Linked DNA regions of Sus scrofa: region 1 is linked to region 2. A link is a contact called in public Hi-C data. All regions are on one chromosome and are shown on one strand. Each heading gives the region's core, a stretch centred on a gene start, on an enhancer-like site or on the middle of the called end of the contact. The rest is flanking DNA. Distances are from core to core; before and after follow the strand shown.

What was found. Hi-C and Micro-C count contacts between places; a contact is called where the count stands out from the background.
Region 1: a Hi-C map of liver shows a contact between it and region 2, with 1.6 times the contacts expected there. The contact joins the enhancer-like site here to the promoter of MOB3B in region 2. A contact is called at or near these places in 1 of 5 promoter capture datasets (liver) and 7 of 47 Hi-C or Micro-C datasets (liver, retroperitoneal adipose tissue, skeletal muscle and 1 more).

Annotation. Positions count from the first base shown.
Region 1 is chr10:38,621,733-38,626,245 of Sscrofa11.1, reverse strand. All of the region lies in intron 2 of MOB3B (MOB kinase activator 3B), which reads right to left. Among named protein-coding and RNA genes, the nearest start is that of IFNK, 180 kb to the right of the region's middle. Within about 2 kb of position 2,550, at least 33 of the 83 cell types and tissues checked have an H3K27ac peak or open chromatin away from gene starts, as enhancers often do. A contact at or near this core is called in liver and skeletal muscle, where this site is marked.
Region 2 is chr10:38,437,002-38,441,288 of Sscrofa11.1, reverse strand. It overlaps MOB3B (MOB kinase activator 3B), which reads right to left and starts at 2,863. Exons shown (of 4, transcript XM_021064706.1): 1 at 2,720-2,863.

The sequences.
Region 1 (4,513 bases), core at 1,301-3,800, 190 kb before region 2:
TATAATAATTTCTCCGGGGCTCCATGTGGATTTGCCTTTCATCTCTGACTCAGTAAATCTCCTTTCTCCCAAACAAAATTTAATAAAAATTCCAGTGTTTTCTGAGCTTCAATCCATTTTCTTTCTTCTTCATTCCCTCCTCTCCCTTCCTTTTCACTAAGCCCTCAAATGCCCCATTCAATCCTTCCTATCCAGGCACCTCTGGAAAAAATTACAAGAAGTTGTCTAAATGGCTCGTGTTTTTTGTCTTTTTCTTTTTTTTGGCCACCCTGTGGCATATGGAGTTTCCAGGCCAGGGATCAGATCCAAGCCATAGTTGCGACCTAAGCCACAGCTGCAACAATGCTGGATCCTTAACCCATTGTGCCGGGCCAGGGATCGAACCCACATCCCAGTGCTCCAGAGACACCGCTGTCGATTCCATTGTGCCACAGTGGGAACTCCATGTTTTGTTCTTTTACACTATTAGAGAAGGCTGCAAAAGGAGAAGGTCCCTCAGAGAATGCAGAGATGCTATGACAAAGTCACACATGAGAGACGGAGGTGCCAAAGTCAAACAAGACCCATGTGGCTGTTTTCCAAGGTAGCTGCTGTCTTTCTCATTTCCATCATTTTGCTTTCTTTCCTTCTGAAGAGAAGGCTGGATGCTTGGGGCTGAGACCCTGGTCTGTGAGCACGCTGGGTTGAACCTGGGCTGGGGAGGTCTGGAGAGTAAGGGCTCAAAGGCGGTCTGCCTCCAGGGACCCCAGGGAATTGGCTCCGAACATCCCAGGTTCCAAAGGAGCTGGCGGACATTCTGCCCCATCGTTTACCAAGTCAATGCCTCTGCCTTCTTTAGCATTCAGCTGAAAGACTTCCCTTGTTCCCTGGCACCTGCTACCTGCTCCTGAAACTTTTCTGAGCACAGACCCCGGCCAGCAATTCCACACTTATCTGTGTGGATCCTGACTTGGATCTGCCACGCCCAGCAGATGGCACGCTCCCTGGGGGCAGGGAGTGCATCCAGGCTTCTCTCACACGGATGCCCCGTGCCCAGTGCAGAGCCTTGGAGAGGGTGGGTGTGTGATAAATCCTTGCTGGCTGGGGGCTTGGGAGCTGAGCACTTTGGCCATCTGCTTCCACCAAAATCAGAGCTCAGAAAGGTGCAGGGACTGACAGGCTCAGGGTTTAGAGTGAGTTTGTGATGAAAAGGGGTCTGAATTCAAGTCTGTCTGATTTCAGAGCCTAGGCTCTTTTCACTCTGCCAGGAAGCTGGATGGGATTCCTAGGGCTTGTTTCATCTCATTCCAATCCAACTGGCAGAACTGGAGAAGCAAAATTTGTTAAAAGATGAAGGTGGAAAAGGGTGGATTGGCTCTTCCCGCAAAGCATGTGTCATTTGTGGCAGACGCTGGTTACACATTTGGCATCGATCGCTGGTCTCAGATTCCAGCTGGGGAACTTCCCTGCTACTTGCCTGTGAGTGAGTTTGCTAACTTCTGTTTTTTTGGTTTTTGTTTTGTTTTGTTTTTATCTTTTTTGGCTGCCCCGTGGCATAGGAAATTCCTGGGCCAGAGATTAGATCCAAGCCACAGTTGTGACCTACTCCTCAGTTGTAGCAACGCTGGATCCTTTAACCCACTGTGCTAACTGGGAATCGAACCCGCATCCCGGTGCTGAAGAAACGCCACCAATCCCATTGCGCCACGTGGAAGCTCCAAGGTTGCTAACTTCCAACAGGCTCTGTTTCCTTATCTGAGGAATGAGGGTAATATACCTAGTACTTAGTGAGATCGTGAGGATTAAACATGGAGCACAGGGCCAGCAGGCTCTCCAAGGCATCTGGCCAGAGGCCTCTGATATTGTCACTGCTCTCAAAGGTGGCTCTCCCTTGTCTAAGTGGAGGGTGGACAAAGGGCAAATGATGGTGCTGCCTTTTCCCCACAGGACAAACTATCTGGAAAGCAGATGTGAACCCAAGATGATCTATGAAAATGTCGTGTGAACTGTCGGAGGACCTTCTGCATGACATAAGATGACACCTAATACCTTGGCTGAGCCTTTGGGGACCCCCAGGCCATGTCAGTAACTACAACCAGAAATGCCTGCAGGGCTGCTTCAACTTGTCACGCGTGGCTGAGAGCATGTGTGCTGCCCTTTTGGTCTTCAGAGGGCAGAACCAGGAATGCACACGTGAAAATCCCTCTACGAGTCATAAAAACCCCTCATTCTCAATAGCTCATGAATAAAAACAACATCCCACACACGTGGGAAAAGAAAACAGGCTGCCTCTGGCAGCGTGGCTGAGAACCTACCATTTCCAAAATACTTGCAAAACAAAACGCGACTGGATCACAAAGGAACAAGAAAAGAAAGAAAAGAAACCCTAACGACACGGATCTGTTTCTTAAAAAACCCTCCTCCTAATAGTTTAATCTCCTGCCCATTCCAAGCACATTCTCCCGCCTCCTGCAAAACGTATATATATTTATCTAAAGAAGGCTCGTGCTCTTGCTGATGAAATTCAGCTTCGGAGGACTGATTCCTCTAAGCAGATGTTTTGTGTTATCTCAGTGCGTTCCTCAAGAAAGTGTCTGTACGTTGTGCCAAGGAAAACAATCTTGTGTAGCAAGACTTTGTTCCTACGCCTGAAAAAAAAAAAAAAAAAAAAGTCCCCAAACAAGCGGACAGCTGCAAATGGTTAGAAATAAACTGGCTACTACTCTCTTCTCCAGCTCCCTCTGCCTGGCCCAGCCACCTCCCACCCCCACCCCGAGTTAGCCTCTGACCTATCTATTATCACAGTGGTTGGACCAAAAGAAAGGAAAATAGACTAGCACGTGATGATAGGTCTTAAACAGACCGTTCATTCTTTCAGACATGCCACTTGCGGGGCAGAGGAAGTGCTGTTTCTGCCACTAAGAGGAGCCTGCCTGTCACTACCCCTTTTCTCCCCCAGGGTCACTCCTCTGCCTTGGAGGCTGGTCCTTATCCACATCCTCATCTCCAGGGTGGCGGGCTGCCTTCACCCTCTCTTGTCACAGCGTGGAGGTAGAAGCAGATTGACAACCTGAGAAAGGCATTCCTTCACTGTGGATTGGCAATAACAGGCATGGAAAACGAACTCGAGCTAGTTCAGACCTGCTGAAAATCTAATGGCCCAAATGAGAGAGAGTGAGCTGAGAACTTGATGTTAATGAGCCTCCTTAGAACTGGGAGGTTAGGCAGAAGCCCCAGTCCTTTGGTCAGGAGCCCCAGTCAGAATTTGAAAGTCATGCAGCCTTCTTGTGGTGCATGATCTATTGTGAGTATTTTCACAAATACAACTTTGTTTTTTTTGGTCTTTATGTCTTTTTAGGGCCGCACCTGTGGCATATGGAGGTTCCCAGGCTAGGGGTCCAATTGGAGCTGTAGGTGCCAGCCTACACCACAGCCACAGCAATGCCAGATCCTTAACCCACTGAGCAAGGCCAGGGAATTGAACCCGTGTCCTCATGGATGCTAGTCAAGTTCGATATTGAACCCGCTGAGCCACGACGGGAACTCCCACAAATACAGCTTTTTCTTTATTCACCAGCAGATTCTTTCTTCCATTATGTGCAGGGCAATTGATACCAAACCTTGTCTGAGATGTGGTATATAGATACAACAGAGTACTACTTGGCCACAAAAAAGAGTGAAATATTGCCATTCTCAGCAACACGAATGGATTTAGAGATTATACTAGGTAAGATAGAGAAAGGCAAATACCATAAGATATCGCTTATATGTGGAATCTAAAATAATATGAATCAACATATTTACCAAACAGAAACAGACTCAAACATAGAAAACAAACTTGCAATTACCAAAAGGGAAAGGGGAGGGGGAGGGATAAATTGGGAGTCTGGGATTAATGGATACATGCCACTGTATATAAAATACATAAACAATGAGGATCTACTGTATAGCACAAGGAATTATATATAATATCTTCTAATAACTTATAATGGAAAAGAATCTGAGGCTGTACACCTGGACTAACACAACATTGTGGATCGATGAGGGTTAAATTTAAAACACATGCATGCACAATACCAGGTCTTGTCTGGAATAGTTTCTAATCTATAAACTTCCCTCCAGGAGTTCCCATCGTGGCTCGGTGGTTAACGAATACAAATAGGAACTCTGAGGTTGTGGGTTCGATCCCTGGCCTTGCTCAGTGGGTTAAGGATCTGGCGTTGCCATGAGCTGTGGTATAGGTTGCAGATGTGGCTCAGATCCCGTGTTGCTGTGGCTTTGGCGTAGACCAGTGGCTATGGCTCCGATTCGACCCCTAGCCTGGGAACCTCCATATGCTGAGGGAGTGGCCCAAGAAATGGCAAAAAGACAAAAAAAAAAAAAAAAAAAAGAAAGAAATGGCCTGGATCCTGAGTTGCTGTGGCTGGGGTTCAGGATGGCAGCTGAGCTTGGATGTGACACCTAGCCTAGGAACTTCCATATACCAGGGGTGCGGCCCCAAAAAGAAAAACAAAACAAAACAAAACAAAACAAC
Region 2 (4,287 bases), core at 1,614-4,113:
AAAGCAACTCGGGATCTGAGCTGTGTCTGAGACCTACACCACAGCTCACGGCAACGCTGGATCCCCAACCCACTGAGCAGGGTCAGGGATGGAACCCATAACTTCATGGTTCCCTAGTCAGATTCATTTCTGCTGCCCCACGATGGGAACTCCCACACACGTTTACTGTGGGACAATATGGCAATTTTAAATATCCTAAAAAAAGCGCATTAACTCTTTAGATATTAGCTATCCTATCTCCAGAAATTTATTCTAAGGAAATAACTGGATAAGGTTCTTCAGTAAAGTCTTGTTTATCATATCATATCCATTCACTTTTAATTTTCACCTCTGTATTTTCTATTTTTTCCACAGCGATGGGGAAGTTTTGTTTTTTTTTTTAATTCTAAAATAAAGAAACTGTACAAGCTTATCTTTCACTACCATTATCCTGTTTTCCTTACTGGGGCAGACTGGGCGAGACATTGTCCTTTTACCTTTTATTTGGGCCCTGCCCACAAGTTCCTGGGCCAAGGATCAAACCTGTGCCACAGTAGCAATCAGAGCCTCTGCTCTGGCACAGTGGGCTAAGGACAACACCAGATCCTTAGCCCACTGTGCCGCAGGGGAACTCCCCTTCCACTTTGTTAATGATGCCTTTGGATACTTCTTAACCACCTAGGTCCTTCTTGCTCTTCTCCTGCTGCTAAACTTCAAAGGAATCCTTCCTTGGGGATCATTTTCACAATGAAATGTTTGTAAAGTAGCTTCTGGTGCTTCAAAAATCTTGCTTTTTTTCTTCTGTTGGTCCTACTGGAAAGATTCAGAAATTACTGGAGAAAGCGCTCTATGTGACCACAATCCTGCACAGTATAGATTCCAACAGGTGTGCAGACACAATCTCCCTCACAGGCTAAGCGACTCTCTGGACACAATCTGGGAACCCTGCCTTCTCAGAATGGCTACTCTGCTTTTGCCCAAGGTTGCTTTTTTTTTTTTCTCCCCCGAGGTATACCTGGTTTATAATATTATATTAGTTTCAGGCATAAGCCCTAGTTCTTTAATTATTCACAGTTACAAAGAATAAGCACCACGTGTAAGCATCCAACTTACTAGGAAAGGCTGAGAAACCGGGCCACTTGCACTCTCAGGGGCACACTCACAGCGGAACTCGGGGGCAGTTCCAAAACACCAATTGGCAGGAACTTGGAAAGATGAACACCGCTCTAGAGGCGCTGGCGCTGTGTCCTCCGGTTGTGCATGTGCATTCTCTAAATGCTGAGAGGGGACCAGGGATTTAAACATGGAGCCCTACACAAACTCAGAATTCCAGGTTCATTCTGGAGAGAGCCACCTCACTCCCATTTCTAGGCAAAGTCTCGAGGTTTCCTAGGTTATTTCCGTTTCCATTCTGTTGAAGGCGACTCCCCTGACCTTCGGCCCTTGGAAACTCGCGGGCCTCAGAGCCTTAGAGCTGTGTGCCTACCAGACGTGTCTCAATCCTGTCCCACCGCCTGGCAGCTGCCCAGCCACACGCCTTTAGGTGGAGATTGGAATCCACTGGAACCCACCAAAGGTCTCCCCGGATTGGGGTAGAACGCAGCGGCACCCCTCCCGACCTGCGCTCTTAGAGCGCGGTGCGCTCGGGATAAGATCTGAGAAATGCGCCCCGGGCCACAAGCAGCCGAGGAGGCGGAGAAGGAACAACTTTCCCTCCGCCCTTTAACCACAAGGCCCGGGTGGGGCGGCCCCGCTGGGGTCGGGCTCCTCTCCTTCCCCAGGCGGTTCCTGGGCTCTAGCTGGGCGGGTGGCGGGCGTGGGGAGCTGGGGAGGAGAACGAGAGGGGCTTCCTTCTCTCCCTAGCCCGGCCAGATGTTTGAAAGGCAAACAATAGGGGAAACGAGGAGAAACAAAAGGCCATTCGCCACGATCTCAATCGGCTCTGTCGCGTGGTCCCTGCGGGGAAAACGTCCGGGAGGGGTCGGGAAGGTGGGTGAAGGGGGATCTTGAGGAGTTTGGGGTCTCTGGTCACTCGCCTGGCGCCGGGGGTCGGCCCTTTACCCTTCGAGAAGGGTCCAAAGGCAGGAGGAGCGATCAAAGTAAAGTTGAAGGGTTTTCGGTGCAGGGAAAAGGAGGGGCTTGGATTCCAGATGTTTGACAGTTGTTGGCCCAGGGATTCAGCAGGATTTGTACGTCCTTTACACACCCTGTGCCTCTGCGAAGCGTCCACAGTCCCCGAACTGGCCGAGTTCCCCTTCTCAGCCCCAAGCCGAGCCTCCTCCTTCAGTATCAAGACGCCCTAAACATTGCCCCCCTGCCCAGGCGCACTTTTGTAAAACTTTGTCTTCCCGCCTCCCACAGCACAGCACGCACCCTGCAGTCATCTGCGATGCGGGATGGGTTGGCGGACACACTCGAACCCCGAAGGAAGATGGACTTTATTGATAGACCTTTTAAAATCAAGGCCCAGGAGCCCAGGGTGGAGACTGGACTCTAGTTCCTACCCGGGAAGAGAGCGGGAGGAGCCGGCCAGAAGTCAGGACGCGGGTAGGGGTCTGACGCGGATTCCAGCCCCGGAAGCCCGCGGAGGGCGGGCGGGGAAACGGGGTCTGCTGCCTCCCGCCCTCCTGTTGCACCCGCCCCCAGGTGCGCCCCATACCTCCACCCTCCAGGGCGCGACCGGGCGCGAGAGGCTACCGGCTGCGCCACCTCCCCTCGCTGGGAGCGGGTTCTCACTCACCGTGGGGTTTTACCTTCAGCCCCGAGGCCCTGTCGGCTCCTCGCGCCGAGCCAGCTGCAGGCGGAGCAAGAGGAAGAGGGTGAGCTCCAGGCAGGAGTGGCGACGCTCGCGGATCTGGCTGGGGACTCTGGAGCCAAGGCGCCCGTTCTCAGTAAGCGCGCGGGCGTGCGAGCGCGGGGCTCCAGCTGCAGCCGCGGCGGCTCCAAAGCAGCCCCCACGGGCACCCGGCGCGCGGTTATCGTGCGGAGATGCGAATGGGGACCCCTGGCGGCCGCCCGCGGAATGGCAGCTCCGTCGGGAAAGGACTACAGGTCTCCTTTGGTTATCTTACCTCTGAAAAGAGGTGAGGAATGGACAGTCTGAGCTGGGCTCCCAGCCTTGCGGAAAAGACAGTGACCCTTTGACTGAGAAGAGGAAGAAGATATCAGATCAGAAAGGGTGCTCTCTGGGTCCACAATGGCCACACCCAAGGTACCTAGAGGGGGAAATCGCTTACCTTCTTCAAGATTTTCTAACTTGATGAAAAATGCTAGAGGAGAGCCTTAATCATCGGAAAATACCTTCAGATTCTAGCGAATTTTCTAGAACAATCTGGGATTAATGGAATGAGCGTGGACTTTGAAGCCCAGCCCACAGCCTTCTACTTTCTATTTGAGTGATCTTGGGTCTATGACCTCTAAACCTTAGTATGCTCTGTAAATTGGGGAGAGCAGTATCTACGTTGCAGGGGCTGTAAAGTGTCAACTAAACATAGGAAATTTTATTTATTTATTTATTTATTTATTTATTTACAGGGCCACACTTGCCTATATGGAGGTTCCCAGGCTAGGGGTTGAATCAGAGCCACAGCCACAGCAACACGGATCTGAGCTGCATCTGCAACCTATCTACACTTCAGCGTGCAACAGTGTCGGATCCTTAACCCACTAAGCAAGGCCAGGAATCAAACCCACATCCTCATGGCCACTAGTCAGCTTCTTAACCTGCTGAGCCACAGTGGGAACTCCCATAGAAAGTATTTTTAATGCATAGTAAGAGTCATTAAATATAAGCTTCCTGAGGAAAAGAACGTCTTGCACACCTTTTTAGTTCCCATATGATAGTGTCTTAATGCATTTTGATTGAGAAATACCATATTATGAAAGTTTAAAAGTACTGTATGTAGTACTATAGCACTATATATAAAAGTACTATATTTTACAATTTTTTTTTTTTTTTTTGTCTTTTCTAGGGCCTCTCCTGTGGTATATGGAGGTTACCAGGCTAGTGGTTGAATCGGAGCTGTAGCCGCCGGCTTACATCACAGCCGCAGCAATGCTGGATCCGAGCTGCATCTGTGACCTATACCACAGCTCACAGCAACGCCAGATCCCTAACCCACTGAGCGAGGCCAGGGATCGAACTCTCAACCTCATGGTTCCTAGTCGGATTCGTTAACCACTGAGCCATGATGGGAACTCCTATATTTTACAATGATATTTTACAATGGATAAGCAATGAGATCCTGCTGTACAGCACAGGGAACTACATCTAATCAGTTGTGATGGAACATGATGGAAAAAGAAGGT